Regions from separate parts of the Sus scrofa genome. Here region 2 is linked to region 1. Evidence: chromatin contacts called from public targeted proximity ligation data. All regions are on one chromosome and are shown on one strand. The core of a region is the stretch at or near the end of the contact, and the rest is flanking DNA. Distances in the headings are between cores, read along the strand shown.

Region 1 (4,258 bases), core at 620-3,119:
AATAAAGAGAAGTGGACAGAGAAAAGTGGACAGAGAAAAGTGGACAGATTTGAGAGCTCTAGGAGGCAAAATCATCTGGCCTTTATGTTCCATTATGTGCCAGACACTCCACTGACATCTTGGTATATAAAAGTGAGCAAGAGAGACAAGTCATTTGCCCTCCCTGACCCTAACTGGTGTGCTCAGTGAATATTTGTTGAATGAATACTTATAGATACATATTTTTTAATTTTTTATTTTTGGCTGTGTTTGTGGCTTGCAAAAGTTCCCAGGCCAGGGATCAAACCTGTGCCATAGCAGTGACCCAAGCCATAGAAGTGACAACCCTGGATCATTAACCCACCAAGCTACCTGGGAACTCTAGGGAACTTCTGTTTTTGCTCAGTGATTGTGATTGAGCCTGTGAGGCAGGTGGTTTAGGTGAGATGCCTAAAGTCTATAAGGCACCTTGTGTAGTGCCTGGTGCAAGGTGTTCAGTAAATGCTAATTAAATGCCACATGTCCTGTCCTATCCCAGCGCTGTTCTTTGCTTGACCACACACTCGCGAAGACGCAGCAGGGGACCTATCTTCTGGGCTGGTGTCCAAGGTCACATCGAAGAGTATATTAATCTTTTCCTAGAGCCAGAGCAGGATAGTTGACAATGATTTCTTTCCCTGAGTGTGCTTTATGAGGGCTGATGTAAAAGCAGAGGGAGCAAGAGCCTTCTTCCTTCAGTACAGCCTGCACTTTACAATAACATATGTTATTCTGGTGTCTTCTAAAAGGTAACAGGTGTAGCTGTGATAGGTACTGTATATTCAGGATGTATCTTTTAAAATTTTTATTGTCTTTAGATTGTTTCAGTCTTAATGATCCACATGCAGTATCTTTAGTAGGTGATTAGTCAGCCTATGTGTGATTCATACATACACTAAATTAAGCAGGAAAAAAATGATCCTTCAGAAATGTTACAGACTAAGTCACACTTGTGCAGAGAGAGTTGAATGCATTCTATGATCAGACTTTTAAAGTTGCTTCCTAAAAAAATTTTTTTGAGGTTTTATCCCCCCTTCATTACTTGATTCCATTAACTTCATATCTGTCTCTGATTAATTCTAAATTGGATAAAGTTTCTTTATCATATTTCCCTAAGTTGTTCACTTAGCAGAGATTAATGGAGATGCTTACTCTGAGGCCAGGTACTGTACTGCTTGGAGACACAAAGATGGTTTGGTTTCTTTCTGCTATTGAGGAACTCGCTCTTCAGACAGGGCTGGACAGGCAAGTAGAATTAAGATGCATTGTGATAAATTAAGTTGAAGAGATAGACATGGGTGTCAGGCAGTTTCTCAAGGTGACATCTAAGCGTGATCTCGAAGGAGATGGCTGAGGGAAGAAAGGGAGCCCATCCCTCCTTTTAAATGAAGGATGCGCTCGGTGTATGGGTATGAGGGGCACTCACCTTCTAGGAGCAGAAGTAGTTCTGAAGGGCTGCAGCAGTGTACCCGGGAGCGAAGCCGGAGGGGAAGGCGGTGGCCAGGTCAGGGCTTGCCTGTCGAGTGGCTAGGGAACTTGGATTCTTCCTGAAGAAAACGGGAACCATTCAGCTGGTTTTCAGTGAGTGAGTGATGAGTCAGACCTGTGTTTAGAATAATTGCTCTGAGGCAATGTGGAAGGCGAGCTGTGGGTGGAGGAGAACTGGCAGCAGGAGACTGTGGGGTGTGGTAGGGATCCAGGTGACCATCCACACTGGGTGCAGAGCTGCAGGATCAGCAGGCCTTGTATGTCGGCAGTTTCTATATCTGCAGGTTCAACCAACTGGGGATTGAAAATATTTAGGAATGGGAGTTCCCTCGTGGCACAGAAGGTTAAGGATCTGGCATTGTCACTGCAATGGCTTGGGTTGCTGCTGTGGCGCAGGTCTGATCCCTGGCCTGGGAACTACCATGTGCCATGGGTGTGGCCAAAAAAAAGTGGGGGGGGGAATTCTAAAGAGTTCTAAAAAGCAAAACTTGGCAAGTGTACCGGCAACTGATTATGTAGCCTTTACATTGTACTAGGTATTATAAATAATCTAGAGATGACTTCGAGTATGCAGGAGGAGGTGCTTAATTTATATGCACATGCTGTGCCATTTAGTATAAGGGACTTGAGCATCTGTGGATTTTAGTATTTGTGGGTTGGGGGTGGGGGTTGTGTCCCTAAGGATTACCATAGGACAGCTGTACTTCAAAATCAGTGAGACTCTAGCATTTAGAAGTGAGTGAGTTATTACCCGAAGCCACCAGTTTCCTTTCTCCCTTCCTTCCTCCCTCTTTCTTGCTTTCTTCTTTCCATCCATCCGTCTATCCATGTACAGTGTACGGCAGATTGATGTGGGGTCTCAGTTCCCAGACCAGGGCTTGAACCAGTGGTTCAGTGTTTATCAAATACTAGCCACTGACCCACTAGAGAACTTCCAGGCCAGCAGTTTCCCAAATGTAGGCTGGGGACCCTTCCCAGAGATCCTCAAGGTCAAAATTATTTATGTAATAATACTAAGACATTATTTACCTTTTTGTCTCATTCTCTTATGAGAGAGTACAGAGGAGTTTCCCAGAGGCTTATTGGACTTGTGACATTGCAACAGACTGAATGCCAAAAACCCAGATTTTTCCCGTCGTCTTCTATTAAACACACACTAAAGACACTTTTGAAAATTAAAAATAAATGCTACTCTTCTCATTGAATTATTTTGTTTAGGAAAATATAGTTACTTTTCATAAAATCATTTATGTTGACCTATAATGGGCTTATTTCTTCATAAGTGAACAAATATTTTAAAATTTCCTTTGTTTTAGTGTACATGTCAATAGACAAAATCCACATAAAGTAAAAAAAAATTAAAAAACTCTTTAGGATCTGAAATAATTTTAAGAGTGTAAAAGGGTCCTGAGACCAAAAAGTTTGAGAACCACTGCTCCAAGCATTTAAGAAGAAATACGTGGTACCTCTGTTAGGCAAATATAAACATAAGCCATCATCATCTCTCACCACTTCTCACTCATTATGATTCATTCTCCACATTGCATCCAGGGTACATTTCGAAAAGTGTGAATCAGATTACATCATGACTATAATAGAAAATCCAGACCCCTTCTAATGATCTGTAGGCAAGATCTTAAATGTACCACTTTTTTGACCAGGGTGTATCACATATCCACTCTGTGTCGTGTAACTTTTTTTACAGACATGTCCTCTAACAAACTACCCTCAGATTTGCTGGCTTGAAACAGGAGCAGCAAACTATGCCTGTTTTTGAATGGCCTTCAGTCTAAAGTATGAAGTTTACGTTTTCAAGTGGCTTTAAAAAACTAAAAGAAGAAAGTACATAACACGTGAAAATTATATGAATTGCAAATATCATTGTCCATAAATGAAACTTTCATGTTGGAACTTACCCATGTCCATTCTGTGGCTGCTTTCTGACTGCAAAAGCAGTAATCGAATAGTTGCTGCAGAAACTTTATGGCCTGAAAAGCCTAAAAGGCCTACTACTTGGCCCTTCACAGAAAGAGTTTGCCAATCCCTGGCTTAAAATGGCAATTATTTCTTCTCTGGGATGTGCAGGTCCCGGGAGAATTGGCTCATCTGGGTCTTTGGTTCTCCTGAGACCAATGGGCCAGCCTGGACAGGTTCTTCTCAGGAAAGTGGTGAAGGCACAAAAAAACAGGCGGATACTTGCAAACCTTCTGAGATTCAGGCTCAGAACCGGTGCTCTCACCTTTTTGCTCCTTGGGCACATCAGATCTGTGTCCACCTTGGTACCTTTGCACTGTGTCACATCACCCTGGAGCACAGCCCCCAGACACCATGTGATGTGTTCCTTCTCGCCACACAGGCCTTCCCTCAGTAACACCTCTCAGGTGGGCCTTCCCCACCACCCAGCCTAACGCAGCCTCTTTCACCAGTTTCATTCCTTTTTATATCCTCCCTTTTCTCCTTTTTAAAAGTAGTATTTAGTATCAGTCTGAAAATGTCTATGTGTGTATTTAATGTCTTATCTCTCTCCACCAAAATGTAAGCTCTGTGGGAGGATTTCTGTCTTACTCAGCCTTTCTGTCTTAGTCACCACTGTATCCTCAGCCCCTAGAATAGAGCCTGGCACCAAGAGTTTGAGTGTAGAAATACTTTTTTCCTAGCATCTAAATATAGAAAGGTCACCTAAGTGATGAGTTTCTAAATTCAACCTTAATGAAAGTATATAAGTGTAGTTGCTATGAGTTGATAAGCATAT
Region 2 (4,239 bases), core at 1,550-4,049, 70 kb after region 1:
GACCAAGCCTGCAATGTCTTATCCTGTGGGTTTGATGCTGGCGACTGTGGGCAAGGTATATTTATTTTAGCTGTCAAAACATACTTAGAATAAGGGGATGACAATCCTTGCTAGGTAGAAGGGGTTTGGATTGCTGCTGTTGTTTAAAGTAATTATGGTCTGTGTGTCCCTTTCTCAGCCCTGCATCCAAATTAGTTGTGAGTCATAAGTAAGAGAAGGACACGGATCTTTAGGAAAAAAAGTAGACACTGAAGCTGCATCTTTTCCTGTTAGTGCTCCTGTCTGACTTTTTTTTGTTGTTCTTTGTTTTAACTGAGCAGAGTTATCTTAGTTGAAAGTATGTGGTGAAGGTTTAGTTTGGGAAGAATAGAAGGAGAGCAATGGCTCATGAAATAAGCATGGTTTGAATACTGGATTTTGTCAATAGCTTATTAATTGGGGTCCTTTTTGGCAAGAATTTATATTTTTTTCAAATGGACAAAAAGATGGAAGTTGATATTGGAGTTTGCTTTTCGGAATCATGCTGTGTCTCTGTAGTGAGTCAGCCTTAGCATTCTCTATTGATAGTAGTGATTGCTTCCGAGAGTAAAAATGAGCCCTACACTAGTAGCTTTTGTGTTAGAATTTCTGGTTAAAGTTCATTTAAAGTCATTCTTAGAAAGTGAAAACTCAAACCCTAAGAATTGAAGGAAAAGGGGGGAAATGGCTAGTTTTTTAAAAGTCATGTTTGTGTTTTTTCCTCTAGATCATTTTCATGAATTGTATAAAGTAACTCTTCTCCCAAACCAGACTCACTATGTTATTCCAAAAGGTGAATGCCTGCCTTATTTCAGCTTTGCAGAAATAGCCAAAAGGGGAATCGAAGGCGCCTATAGTGACAACCCCATAATTCGACACGCTTCTATCGCCAACAAGTGGAAAACCATCCACCTCATATTGCACAGTGGCATGAATGCAACCACAATACATTTTAATCTCACACTTCAAAGTACAAACGGTGAAGAGTTCAAAATCCAGCTAGCGGTAGAGGTTGACACAAGGGAGGAGCCCAAACGGAATTCTACGACCCAGAAGTCTTACCAAGATTTGGTCAGCCCGACAGTGCTTCTTCCAGAGGTGGAAATCCCGTTTGAGGATATTCCAGAAGAAAAACGCTTCCCCAAGGTCAAGAGACACGATGCTAACACAACAGGAAAATTCCAGGTGGAGGTGGAAGTTCCGCTGGTCAATATTTCACTCCTTCCCAAGGAGGCCCAGCTGAGCCTCAGTAACTTGGATTTGCAGCTGGAACTCGGAGACATCACCCTGAAAGGATACAACCTGTCCAAGTCAGCCCTGCTGAGGCCCTTTCTGATGAACCCACGTTATGCAGAGTTGGCAGTAAATCAGGCTCCTGTGACAGGGCAACGAAATGACAGTATGGAGGCCCCATTGGGAAAACAGGTTCACAGAAGCATCTACCCGAGCAGCTTAGGAACACCTGAAAGGTCCCAGGGGTCCTTGCCTCTTCCAGCAGTGACCATGAGGGTGAACGGCCATTCCCAGAGTCAGACGCCACTGGACTTAGAAACCAAAGCCAGACTCAGGTCCCAAACTCTGACCCAAACAATGGGAGGCAGGAGTGTGTCCAAAGAAAAGTTCTCATCTCTGATTGTCAGCTTGGAAAAGAAGGAGACACAAGAAAAGATAATCACAGGGAAAGAACAAGAGAAAAACAGACTGGGGGAAAATGCTAACAGTCACCTAGGTGGTGATGAAGTATTACCTGGAAGAAAACTGCAGTATTACACAGACAGTTACCTGGGCTTTTTGCCATGGGAGAAGAAGAAGTATTTCCAGGATCTTCTGGATGTAAGTGATACCCAGCCTGAACCTTCCCATGCTCAGAAAAAATGAACAACCTTGTCAGTGGTGATGATATACTCACGGCTGCACTTAGTCAGCGTTTGCCTGTGGCCACCACTGAACTCAGGGGCTTTTCTTGCCTGGTTTCATTTAATTATCCCAGTAACTCTAACCATAAAAATGCCTTATAAGGGCCCTGCTGTCATCATCCCCATCTCACAGTTTAGGAAGCAGCCTCTGTGTGAGTGAGTAAGGGAGGTAGCTGGGCCATACCCTGAGAAGTAGTAGTAGAATAGGGATGGTATCTTATCTTTCCTTGGTATGTAGCAATTTAATTTTTTACTTAAAAATTTTTATTGTGATTTTAAAAAACACTTTTGCATACGTTGTGTGAGTTGGCTCTGGTATTTTTACTTTACTCATGAAAGACCCCGAGATGCATTAGCTCTCCCACCCCCACAGCAGCAGAGGGTGTGAGCCAAGCCTCAGTGTTGTCTCGCTGTCCCTCCTGTTCCGCAGCCTCCGCAGTGCCCTGGGCTCCTTTGCACATCTTGTAAGCGCCGTCTCTGTGCCAGCTGCTGGGGAGCATGAGATGGTCAGAACAGTCGCTGCTCTGGGAGACTGAGAGAGCGAGCTGGGGGGCAGACTTGTGGGCAGTGTGATAAGTGTCTGCTGAGGCATGGGCAGGATCCAAAGGGAACACGCCTTAACTCTGCCTGGAGGTCTCGGAGGAGGCATCCCGGAGGAAGTGCCCTGTCTGCTGACTTTTGGATGGTGGGGAGGAGGACAGACAGAGAAAAGCCATGTGTTCTAGGCTGGATGGCAAGCAGAGCACAGCCTCGAGGAGCTGTGACGAGGAGAGTTGACGCTTTTCTCTCATTTTCTTTGGGGAGTGGGAAGTATCTTGTCCCTGACACGCAGTATTTCCTAACTATTGAGCGATGCCAATGTTGATTTCCTCACTTTTCTCCCTCCCTTACTCCTTTTAAAAATTGCAGAAGTGCTATAGGCTAGTGATAAAAATTGCAGAGCAAAAAATAAAAAACAGTGAAAAGGGAAAGGTCTCTTTTCTTCCTCCCTTAATCTCCTTACTTGAGACAGTCACTATGAACATGTAGGCTGGTGGGTATTCTTCCAGTATTTATATAGTTTATGTTTTGCAGCAGTGAAATTATCCATATCTTGCTCTGTACTTGCCTTTGACGTAATAGGAGATGGGCAAACTGCCATTGTTGTTTTAACAGCTGTATGTTTTTCGGTTACAAATATGTTGCAATCAACATTCTTGTACATATACCTCCCCCCCCCCCCCCCCCGCCACCACTTTGGCCGCACCCATGCAGAAGCTCCCAGGCCAGGGATTGAACCCATGCCACGCAGTGAACCAAGCCACAACAGTGACAATGCCAGGTCTTTAACCTGCTGTACCACACAAGAACTCCCACATACGTTGCTCTTGAGGAAGCTTTATTTCTGTAGGTAGAATTGCTAGGTTAAAGGGTCTTCTATGTATGAAATTGAACTACGTCTTCCTTAAATGTTACACCCCTTCCACCAACAGTATACGAGCCTGCCTTTGTCCCTGCAGGCTGACCAACACCTGTTAATATCAGTCTACACTTTCATCAATTTCAGAAGCAGAAATGTTTTGCTTATCATCCCCTGTAAATTGTGTTCATGTTCTTTGCCCATTCATTCAGTTTCACCTCTTACTGGGTTTAACTGGATTCTTTACATTTCATGATGTTAACACTATTATATAGTGAACCAATTTTTATTCCAGTCGGTTTAAATACTTGCTTTGATGTCAGCAGTAGAAATAACTTGATACTGAAATTACTATCAAATTTATTCAAAGTCAGTTTTCTGAATTTTGCGTTGAAATTGGCTGTGAAATCTCATGCTCAGTGAGGAGCCCTGAAGAATGCCCTATAAATAGACCTTTGCCCTGCAGCTGTTGTTCTCAGGCCGGTGTTGGCCATAACTTTCACTGAAATCTGGTTTAGTCCTGCTCTTAGGATCCTTGAAGAGACATACTAGTGCTCATGTCATGTGCCCCTCACAACAGCTAGTGACTCGTTGTTACCACGTTGCATAAAGTAGTACCTCTGTCTCTAGTTAACACGGGCACTTGTGCACTAAAATATGATGCTGTGTTGTGTGGAATTCTCTTTTCAGGAAGAAGAGTCACTGAAGACACAACTGGCATACTTCACTGACAGCAAACACACTGGGAGGCACCTAAAAGATACGTTTGCAGATTCCCTCCGTTATGTGAATAAAATTCTGAACAGCAAGTTTGGATTCACGTCTCGCAAAGTCCCCGCACACATGCCTCACATGATCGACCGGATCGTTATGCAAGAACTGCAAGATATGTAAGTCTTGTTGTGT

What was found.
Region 2: a targeted proximity ligation map of alveolar macrophages shows a contact between it and region 1. A contact is called at or near these places in 2 of 5 promoter capture datasets (fetal liver and liver), 8 of 47 Hi-C or Micro-C datasets (alveolar macrophages, blood, epiblast stem cells and 5 more) and 2 of 2 datasets of targeted methods (alveolar macrophages and skeletal muscle).

The regions. Positions count from the first base shown.
Region 1 is chr5:82,371,037-82,375,294 of Sscrofa11.1, forward strand. All of the region lies in intron 8 of GNPTAB (N-acetylglucosamine-1-phosphotransferase subunits alpha/beta), which reads left to right. Among named protein-coding and RNA genes, the nearest start is that of DRAM1, 48 kb to the left of the region's middle.
Region 2 is chr5:82,440,317-82,444,555 of Sscrofa11.1, forward strand. GNPTAB (N-acetylglucosamine-1-phosphotransferase subunits alpha/beta) reads left to right here. Exons shown (of 28, transcript XM_021092670.1): 19 at 1-55; 20 at 746-1,851; 21 at 4,024-4,223. Among named protein-coding and RNA genes, the nearest start is that of SYCP3, 50 kb to the right of the region's middle.